2 separate regions of the Rattus norvegicus genome follow, and region 2 is linked to region 1. Evidence: chromatin contacts called from public Hi-C data. All regions are on one chromosome and are shown on one strand. The core of a region is the stretch at or near the end of the contact, and the rest is flanking DNA. Distances in the headings are between cores, read along the strand shown. Region 1 overlaps Shb (SH2 domain containing adaptor protein B). Region 2 overlaps Shb (SH2 domain containing adaptor protein B).

What was found. A called contact is a pair of places that touch in the nucleus more often than the background predicts.
Region 2: a Hi-C map of hepatocytes shows a contact between it and region 1, with 2.1 times the contacts expected there. The contact joins two enhancer-like sites. A contact is called at or near these places in 4 of 12 Hi-C or Micro-C datasets (hepatocytes, kidney, mammary epithelial cells and 1 more).

The regions. Positions count from the first base shown.
Region 1 is chr5:64,482,202-64,487,417 of GRCr8, reverse strand. The region is part of intron 5 of Shb (SH2 domain containing adaptor protein B); the gene reads left to right. Among named protein-coding and RNA genes, the nearest start is that of Slc25a51, 26 kb to the right of the region's middle. Within about 2 kb of position 2,652, at least 10 of the 93 cell types and tissues checked have an H3K27ac peak or open chromatin away from gene starts, as enhancers often do. A contact at or near this core is called in hepatocytes, where this site is marked.
Region 2 is chr5:64,515,609-64,520,824 of GRCr8, reverse strand. The region is part of intron 2 of Shb (SH2 domain containing adaptor protein B); the gene reads left to right. Among named protein-coding and RNA genes, the nearest start is that of Slc25a51, 59 kb to the right of the region's middle. Within about 2 kb of position 3,139, at least 12 of the 93 cell types and tissues checked have an H3K27ac peak or open chromatin away from gene starts, as enhancers often do. A contact at or near this core is called in hepatocytes, where this site is marked.

The DNA.
Region 1 (5,216 bases), core at 1,403-3,902:
CCAGTGGGGAAATGCAACCCTCCTTGTTTCCTCTTTACAGTGAGTAAGCCAAGCTTCCATAGGAACCCGTTCTGCTAGGCTGTGTGACTAGGGGCAGGCAAGGCGTTCTGCCTGACCCCAGGAGACAGACAGATAGACAGACAGACAGACACACACACACACACACACACACACACACACACACACACACACACACACACGGGGTGTGTCATGGAAACCTGGGGTGGTGTCTGGTAGCAGACAGAAGCCCAAGGCAGCTCACAGGGTGGGGTACCTCCATAGCTTTGCAGATGGGCCTCTGCCCGTGGATGGATGCTAGGCAGGAGGGAGGCAGCTGCACCAGCTCAGGGAAGGACAAGGACAGTTGGTAGATGGGTGACAAACAGTAAGGGGAGAGAAGGGCAAAGTTGAGGCCTGGTTTCTGAGTGGCTAGGGGATCAGATACATTTCAGGCTTTGAAAATGACCCGCTGCCGCCGCCGCCCCCCCACACACACACACACCAGACGTGGCTCCCTGCTTCCCTCTGATTGGATCGTGCAGCTCCCCCCCCCCCCCAACGGTGTGTGCTATGCTGATTCTGCCTCGCACTGTCCAGCAGCAAGATTTGTGCTGGGCGGGGGGGGGGGGGGGGGGTGGTGGCTGTCTCCTCCCAGCCTGCTCCATCCTCCCTTTGTTCCTCCTGGGTCCTCCCAGCATCTGACCTACCCCGATTACATTCCCAGCAGGCTTTTAATTATACTCTATCAGCCTGCTTCATCTGCCTGTGTGGCTCAGCCACCAGGGGAGGCATTCCAACTGCCCATTCGTCACCAGGGACATCCCATGGCCCGGACACTTCCTTTGGAGGTGCTGGCCGATCTCTCCAAACCAGAGCATTTCCTTTAATCACCCCATACCAGTTTGTTAACATAATGTATTTAATGAAATTTTGCCAGAGCCATCCAGGAAATGGTTGCTTGGGGCCTTCAGGACATCCCTTGGGATGCTATCCATGAGGACAGCTGCAGAGCGTGTCTGCATGAGAAGGAAGAGCCCTGGGTCAGGCACCCCTCTGCCCCCAGTGGCTTCCCACCTTTGTGCACATGGAGATGCCACACAGATGCATGGGTTCACGGCAGCCTGGGTTCTGACCTCCGCGAGGGGTGTGTGGTGGAGGGGTTTGTTTCTCTTAGACCGTGGTAAACAATTCAGGTCTCCCACAACAAACCCCATCTGCCTTAACTCGAGGCATCTGGTGGATCTCAAAGCCACAGTTGCGTACTGTAAGACCCCAGGTTATAGGCAGCGCTTAACTGTTCCCTGGGCCCCTGTCAGTGAGAGCAGAGTCAGGAGGCGACACACAGACTCTGCCAGCAGCTTGTCATCGTCTTGTCCCACCTCCCGATTCTGCAAGGTTATGACCCTTCTGAGCCTCACCAGCACTGTTTCCTTCTCCTGCTCTCCTGATAAATGTTCTGGGTATTTGAGGCAGATTTATAAAATCACACGTCGGGTTTTACAGCCCTCATCTTTGCTGCCATAGCTCAGAGCTGTAAAAGCTGCGTTTGCCTTTGTGTGGGTGTAAGTGAGGTGGGGTCCCTGGCATGTGTGCACATCTGGCACTTCCCCTCAAACCTGTTCATGTCCAGGTCGGTCCCCCAGTGGGCAGTCCCGCCCCGAAAAAACATTTGCCACTTGTAATCAAGCTTCCCCCCCCCCCCCGTTGCTTTCTAAGATGACTTCACCCAAGAGGACTCAGAGTCAGATGGGTTTGGCAAAGCTGACTTATTAAAAATCCTTTTAATAGAGTATTTTTCCCCACCCCTTTTGCGAGTTTTCCTTTTGAAAATCCGCATGTGGCTGATGGCCTCCAAGTGTGGGGTTCATGCCACGTTCTCAGCCCAGATGCTTAGGATAGGGGGTACAAACAAGCAGGCAGAAGAGAGGGATTCTGGTGGGGGCGTTAGGGGGCTTCCTGCAGGTGATAGCGTGTGGACAGGGCCTTGTGGGTTATACAGAGCTTGTGTCAGCCTTCCTGTCGCTATGACCACAGCGTCAGAAAGAAACAGCTGCAGGAACGGGTGGCTTATTTTGTCTCCGTGGTTTCAGTCCTGGCATAGAGAGCAGAGCAGCTCAGTGTGTGTTGGCTGGAGAGTGTGGTGGACGCTGCTCACACCACTGAGGGTGAGGAAACAGAGCCAGGCAGATCTGAGGCAGGTGCCTGCTTCAAATACTGACTCCCAGCGACATACCTCTCCAGCTCAGCATACACGTACACCACACACACACACACACACACACACACACACACACACCACACACACACACACACACCACACACACACACACACACCACACATACACACCACACACACACACACACACACACACACACGGTTTTCATGGCATCCCAACACAGCTGGGGAACAAGTGTTCAAAACATGTGCCTGTGGGAGAAACAGATTTCAGACTCAAACCATAACAGATTTGAAAGGAGAAAATGGGGAAGTCGATGCTCCCGCCCAGTGAGAGCCATTCCCCCCCATCACACCCACTTTGCCTTTCAAGGTCATCAGCTCAGGAAAGTCAGGTTATTCACTGGCCAGTGCTGGCCTCTGGCACTCATAGCCCTGCAGCCTTTGCACTGTCACCACAGCTCGGCTTGCCAAAGACCAAGCAATGTGCTAGACATAGCCTTCCATGAAGTGATGTGCCTGCCGTGTACCTTGGAGCCTGTGCAGTGCTTGGTCACTGGAGTTGGGAACCAACTCGAACAGGCTGTGAACGGTGTCCTCTGAGGGAGGTGGAATGGTGCCAGTGACCATGATTACGGGCTTGATGCTGCCTGAGTTCTGACTGACACTCAGACCTAGACTGTGACCTGGGCTTCCAGCGTCTTCTGCCTCCACAGAGCAGCATGCCCCTTCCGAGTTCCGAGTTCCAGGCTGGGGAGGTAATCTTTTCTGTCCTGAATGGCTCCAAACGCAAACACCACCCAGGCTTGACTCTTTGTGGGACTGGAGTTCTAACAGGCAGCCAGTCAGTTCTGACGGTGAGCAACTGTAGCTAATTACTTGCAGCCATGCTGGAAAAGAAAAACATAATTAATGTGGCCAGACCCTGGCCAAATAATAAAATGGAGGCTTTGTTGTGTATCAAGGCAGAAATCAATTTCATTAGGGAGCAGAGAGCTAGAGATTTAATTTTGAGGAAATTCCCTACCTTGTGGAAAGAGGCTGTCAGGCAGCTGCCGGAATGAATGTCCAACATGAGCGATTTTGCCCTCCAGAGCCGAGACAACTGAGAAGTGACCGTGGCCTTCTGGAATAGTTTGTCAATCTTTTGAGTGTGGGATAAGCTGTGGCTTTTGCTTGTTAGCAGTCTTGAGCGTGTGTGCTTTGGTTTGGGCTGGGAGGCGAGAGCTTTCTGCGCCTAATGGTTGTGGGGGGTCAGTAGAATTCCTTTGAGACTAGGAGGAGAGAGGTACCCTCAGGAGGTCACAGGCACCCACCATTAATGATGGAGTTTATGCGCAGATGTCAGGACCAGTGGCCTAGCTAGGCAAACCCACCAGGGACACCAGTCAGGCCAACTGGGTTGTAAACATGGAGTGACTACTGTGAGGGGGAAGCCATTGTGCCCCATAAGGATATCTGGAGAGGGGTCGCCTCCTGTGCTTCCTTCCCAGGGCAGGTAGAATGCCCAAGGTCTGCTAGAACCAGAGCCTGGAGCTGCCCCCAGATAGGTGTAGTAGGAATATTTCGGCCCAGAGTGGGGAAAGACTTTACCATTGCAGAGCCGAAAAACACACTGAAGGCAGATCCTGGTTCCCCGGAGGCCCAGGGAGCTGCAAGCCTGGGAAGTGTCTTCAGGGCCACCCTAAGAAAGGCCCTGGGGCTCTGGGCACCTGTTGTGTGTTTGATCAGGCTTCTAATTTGCATATGCAGGACCCCCTCCATAGTCATCTGGTCCCCTGTTCCCATTGTAGGAAACTGTAGCAGGCCAGGACTCTCAGCTCTCAACACTGGGCTCAGGAACTGCTGCCTGGTTCCTGAAGACAGAGGGGCATTTTCCCCACTGGGAATCACTGTCGTTCCTGTGTCTGACCTGTTGACAGGCCACTATGTGCCTTTGAAATTCCAGAGAGGAGAAAACCATCTCCTGGTGGTGTTGAGGACTGTTGAACCTAACCTAACCCAGACTGCAGACAGAGTGGGAAAATGGCTGCTTCCTCTCCTACCCTCCTGTTACTTGATCTCATAGGGATAGGTCACAGGTCACAGGTCATAAGTCACAGGTCTTTCCCACGGATGGCCTGGACAGATCACAGGTTTAGTAGAGGGATTCGGCCCCTACCACCTTCCGCATCTCTCTGCCACTCTCTTCATCATCTCTTCAGTGGTGCCTTCTGTCCCAGAAGCTCTGAGTACAGTAATAACTCCCAGCGAGCGCTCAGGACCTGGTACAGGCCACGTTTACTGATAACTGCATTAATTAACTCATTAATTTGGCTTTTAGAAACAGGATCTCAGGTGGCCTGGGTTGGCCTTAAACTCAACTGAGTAGCCAAGCTAGCCTCGAACTCTTGATCCTCCTGTCTCTGCCTCCCAAATGGTGGGGTTCTAGGATTTCCCTACTTTCCCTCCTTCTCAGGTGGATCCCTCACACAGCAGTGTGAGTTAATTTTCATCTTTGTATACTAGGATGCCTCCCGCTGAACCTTGGGCCTCAGGCATGCTAAGCAGATGCTCCAACCCTGAACTATACCCTTCTGTTTACTTTTTACTTTCCGACAGGCTCGTGAAGTTACCTAGGGTGACTTACTGTGACCTAGGCTGCCCTTAAGCTTGCAGGCTCCTGTCTCGGCCTACCAAACAGCTACAATTACAGGTCTGCACCGCCAGCCAGGTAGAAACAGTGTACGTTCCTGGTGCCATGAGACAGGACTTGATGTGGGGAAGTGATTCTCAGGCCAATAAACAAACACACTGCCAGTCTCACCTGCTCTGCCCAGTGATACTCAGCAGAGCTGGGGCCAGCACCCAGCCTAATGAGGGAGGCTGGAGTCAGAGAGCAATTTGGCCATCAAGGGTTTGAGGTTGCCAGTTTGTCCATGAACAGCAGACCAGACAGGCTTGGGAGTCCATGCTGGTTCTGGGCCCATATAGACCAGAGCCAGCAGACCAGATGGACAGCAGTTGTGTGGCAGCTTCCTCCCAGCAGGGGAAGTGAGGC
Region 2 (5,216 bases), core at 1,890-4,389, 33 kb before region 1:
AGTTGTTGTTCTGTCCCAGCAGAATGTGGCTGAGGATGAAATGAGTCCTCTGGTGAAAGCAGATTTGGGAGATCCCCGCTCCCACAGACAATCCCAGACATCTTTTCCTGTCCTGACCTCAGTTTCTCCTTCTTCCCTAGGGCTAAGGTAAAAACTAATCATACCATCTCAGTATAGATAAGAGCAGGTGTCGGCAGGACCAGAAGCAAAGACTCCTGCACCAAGAAGCTGAGGCAGGAGGATTGCACATTCTAAGCTAGTTGGACTACATAGTGAGGCCCTGAGAAAGGTGGGCCAAAGAATGGCGTGTGCCTGGTGTTTAAAAAAAAAAAAAAAAATCAAACATACAGTGAAAAGTGAAAACCATCTCTCCTGGGACACGGATGGCTAATGATTGCATACTCTTTTGTGCATGGTGTATGCGTTCCTGCGTAACAAGAAGAGAGCAGAGGAGGATCCCAGGCATCTTCTACCTCAATCCTTGGAGACAGGGTCTGTCACTGAAACTCAGCCTGGAGACTGGGAGGGTTGTCAGTAAGCTGGGGTCCATCTTCCTCTGCCCCCTAATGCCAGGGTTACACGCACAGTTTTCACATGGGTGCTGAGGGCTCTAATTCAGGTCCTTACACTTGGACAGTGAATGCTCTTCCCTCTCTGCCCAGTTCAGTGATCTGTGTCTTCTTTTTTTTTTAAAGATTTATTTATTTACTTTATGTATGTGAGTACACTTTCACTGTCTTCAGACACACCAGAAGAGGGCATCAGATCTCATTACAGATGGTTGTGAGCCACCATGTGGTTGCTGGGATTTGAACTCAGAACCTCTGGAAGAGCAGTCAGTGCTCTTAACCACTGAGCCATCTCTCCAGCCCCTGTGTCTTCTTTTAAAACCTATTCCTGGGTTGGGGATTTAGCTCAGTGGTAGAGCACTTGCCTAGCAAGCTCAAGGCCCTGGGTTCGGTCCCCAGCTCCAAAAAAAAGAATAGAGAAAAAAAAAAAAACCTATTCCTTTTATTTTTAGAAAGTATTTGTGTGTGTGCGTGTCTGGACATCTGTGTTTGGTGCATGGCTGTGTGTGTGTGTGTGTGTGTGTGTGTGTGTGTGTGTGTGTGTGTGTGTGTGTGTGAGAGAGAGAGAGAGAGAGCGCTCGCGAGAGCGAGAGCGCGTGTGCACATTTGCAGGTCAGAGGACGGCCTGCAGGAGATTCTCTCCCACTTCCTGGGTCCTGGGACTCAAACCCCGGTTGTCAATCTCGGAGGCAATCCTCTTTTGCCTCAGCGGCCCAGTTCACACATTCTTCTGGCTTTTCCTCACGTGCTTCCAACAGGCATCTGCACATACTGACATGTGCAGACGCATTCTTTTCTACAGACATGCTGGCTGGTCCCAGATCTTGTCTGGGGTCATTAGCCCCTGTGGACGACTCCATCAAGTGACTGGAGCACAGTGCTTTTTGCCATTCTGTTCACAGTGAACATCCAAGTCCATTTATTTCTGCCTATGGCTGTAGGTATTTTCAGAAATAAACTCCAGGCCATGTGCTATTGAAAACTTGTTAAATCTATCAAGCTTGCCTCTGAAAAGGCCATCTTCAGTTTATCTTCCCTCCAGCAGTCTTTTAGTACTATTTCTTTTCTAGACAAGCATCTTAAAAGTATCTTTTTCCCCCCTGTGCTAAATTCTGAATTTGTAGCACACTTGTTTGTTTAATGTTGTTCTCTCAACTTGTATTTTTGGAGCAACTGCATAGCAGGATTTCTATGTTAGGAATCTCAGGGGTGTTTCAAGATGGATTAGACTGAACCCAGTCCTCAGAAACAGAAGGGGGTAGGGGACTATCTGAGCTTCTGTATTGCTAGGTGTCACAGTCCCAACCCCACCCCCACCCCCCGTGGGTGTAACAGAGACTCCACTGCCTTTGTGTATTCATCTTTGAGTCCCTCACTGTCTGTAACACATAGGGTTCACTTCTCCATATCCCAAACTAAGCAGACGCTTGCCCTTGGTCCCAGGGTCAGGTCATTTCAGGTGGAGTCACTCCAGTGAATCGAAAGTATGGGAAGAAGGCTGCCCCTGCTTGCCATTTGCTAGAGCCCCTCCCTGCTTTGGGTTCTAGAAATGGGCGATACTTCTCCGTGTTAGGTCTCTGCAGTGCCCCTTTTCAGGACCCTAAGGCAGGGCTGTCATTTGGTTTCTTCTGCTTCATTTCTGCCGAGCCCTTTCCCTGACGTAGTTTGGGATGGCTGTGCACAGAGTGGTCTGTGCGAGCTGTTGGTGGAAACCAACCTGGACAATGGAAGCTTTGCGGTTGGTTCCACGCCTCTCTCCCCTTACTGGGTCTGTTGTGCTGTGACACTAAAAAGAGGTAACAACAGAGCTGGAAGAGCTGAGGTAAGGGACAGTAAACCCCTCACCCAGGAGCTGACCTCATCCACTAAGTGGGCAAGGTGGCTTTGCCCACCAGGACCATTCTGCGGTTGGTGGCTGTAAGAACCCAGCAGTGCAGAGGGTGTTTTGAGCTGGGGGATGTTGGGTAGAACAAGGGACTCCCTTCAGCCTGTTGTTTTTCTAAGTTTGGGTTGGACTTTGGCTGGCCATCATTCTTGAGCTAGGTGAGGATCCTGACTGGATAGGCCGGTGGTCTCCTGAGCTGAAGCTGCAGCTCTAGAGCGACAGGTGCTCTGTGAGCCTCCAGGGTATCCCGAGAAACCAGACTGAGGGACTCCAAAGTGAGGAAGATCATCATAACCAAACTCTTCCCTCATCTAAGAGGAATCTCAGCTCCAAAGGACTGGCAGACCAGAGGGCCAGGCTGGTCCTGGGCCAGCAGCCTCACTGCTTCTGTCCAGAAGGTTGGGGTTGTCTGTCAGTCCCAGGAGGAATTAGTTCTTTGACGAGGAAGGCTAGGCAGAGTTCTTGCCAGGTCTCACCAGGTCGCTTCCACCAGACATCTGTGCTGGGCATGAAGCCAGCCACGTTCTCTCAGCATGAGTCCGTGACCCTATAAGGAGCCCAAGGACAGTTGGGGTTTGACCAGTGTGCCGGGGAAGCCTGGCAGGGTGCCTCGGTTAGGTGACAGGGACCAGCAGCCAGAAGAGGATCTTGGCAACTCTGGAAGGAGGCCTCTGTGCCTGCTGTCAGTTTGTAGTTGCCAGCTTAGGGCTGCAGGACTGAGGACCGGCACATGGGTTGGCTGTCTGTGTGGCATCTAGAATGGGCCGAATGGCTCCCTGGTAGGCAGGTCTGCCTCATGGCACTGTCCTTGCTTTCCTTAGAGACCGACCCTAATGATGTCTGTAGGCACTCCATATGGCTTTGCCAGATAGGGCCCACTGGGATATCCTATCGTCCTGATTGGCAGGAAGGCAGTGTGTCTGGTCATTCAGCTAGGCAGGACCTGGTCCTTCCAGGGCTTGTGGCTCCTGCTGACTTCGGTTCATGCTCTTTTTGCACTTAGTGGAATTCAGGGGGAACACTGACTTCTGCTGAAAGGGAGCTACCAATGACCAAGGGTTGGGAACATGAGCTCTGGAGCCAGGCTGTCTCTACTTACCCTCACTTGGTAGCAGTGGTCAGATGGGCAGGTCTGTGTTGGAATTAAGAGAAACTGGGTGTACTGTGATCAACAGACCTGGTACCCGATACTGTATAATTGTATACTGTCTTCTACACCCTACCTTACAACAGTAAGCTATAGACTTCTCGTCAGCTCAGGATGATCCCGTGGCTCTTCTAAAGCTGGCTCTGAGCCTCTTTGAGGACCCGTGAGGACCTGCTTCCTGAGGGTGAGGGCTGTAGCCCATCCCCCATGGCTTTATCACGTTAGAGAATGGCCTTAGATTCCTCTGGAAGCCAGGCTTCACTGTGCTCAGTAGACTGGAAGAGTGCCCTGCCCCAGGACTGTCCTGAGAGACTTCTGTGTGCTTTTGCTGAGACGGATGGGTCCTTGCTGGGCTCCGGCCTCCTCCTGCTGCACAGGAGCCCGGGGATGCCTGGCCCATCTTTTCAGGGTTGGGCTGAGGATGATGTTTTTTGGATTTGGGGGATATTTACATGTGTTGGGATGCAAGTATAAACATGAAAGTTACATGTATTATACACACCTAATGGCAATAACCTAGCTGTATATGGAACTTCAGCATGCCTGCATTTCGACTGTAGCCTGTAACATGAAGCCTGCTGTGGACTCATGTCAGCACTCACAAGGTTTTAGACTTTGAATTTTTGGATTTGCACATGTATTACTCTTGTCTGTGTCTTGGGATAAGGAATACTCACCCAAAACCCAGGACAGTGCCTAGAAGCAAGTAACTAATTAAATAAAATCGATGGTAGATGGTTGTATTAGGGCTCTTTAGAGTCACAGAATTTATAAAATGTCTCTGTATAGGAAAGGAATTTATCGTAGTCTAACTAACCTAACAGTGGATAAGAGGTCCAAGAATCTAGTAGTTACTCAGTCCCACGAGCGTAGCTGTCTCAGCTGGGCTTCTGTAGAAGTGGGTTCCAGCAGACGTGCTGGCACGAAAGTGCAAGCAGGTAGAAAAGAGCGAGTCTTCCTTCTTCCAGTGTCCTTACATAGCTCTCCAGCAGAAGGTGTGGTCCAGATTATAGGTGTGTACCTCCAGGCCTAGATCTGGGACTTGCTTTGTCCCAGGCTGGCCTTGAACTCAGAGATCTGCTTGCTTCAGTCTCCTGAGATTAAAGGGGTGTACTACCTTGCTTGAGCCTTAAGTTTCTCATGGCCACTGTGCCTCAAGATCTGGGTCAGGAAGCCTGTGTCGTCTTCTAGCCTCAAGATCTAGATCACATTTGAGCCCTCCATTTCTGGATTGTAGTTCATTCCAGATGTAGTCAAGTTGACTACCCGGAATAGCCATCACAATGGGGGTGTCTTGATTCTCCTGCTGATCTTTGAGTTCACCAAGGGCTCTTTTAGTACAGGCGTTGGAGGGAGTACAGGAGGTGTGTGTACAAGAGGGATTCGACAGCCTCTTTTGGTACCGGCACCTTTATGCACACGTGGCACAGACACTTAGACATGCATGTGCACGCATGCGCACGCGCGCGCACACACACACATACATATATATCTTGGAAAAACAAAACAAAACGACACTTGTCCCTAGGAAACCCATCCCTCGTGTCCCTTCTCAGCACTGCATCTCCCCTAGGCCTCCACACATAAAGGCAGTCATTATGCAGAGCATAGACAT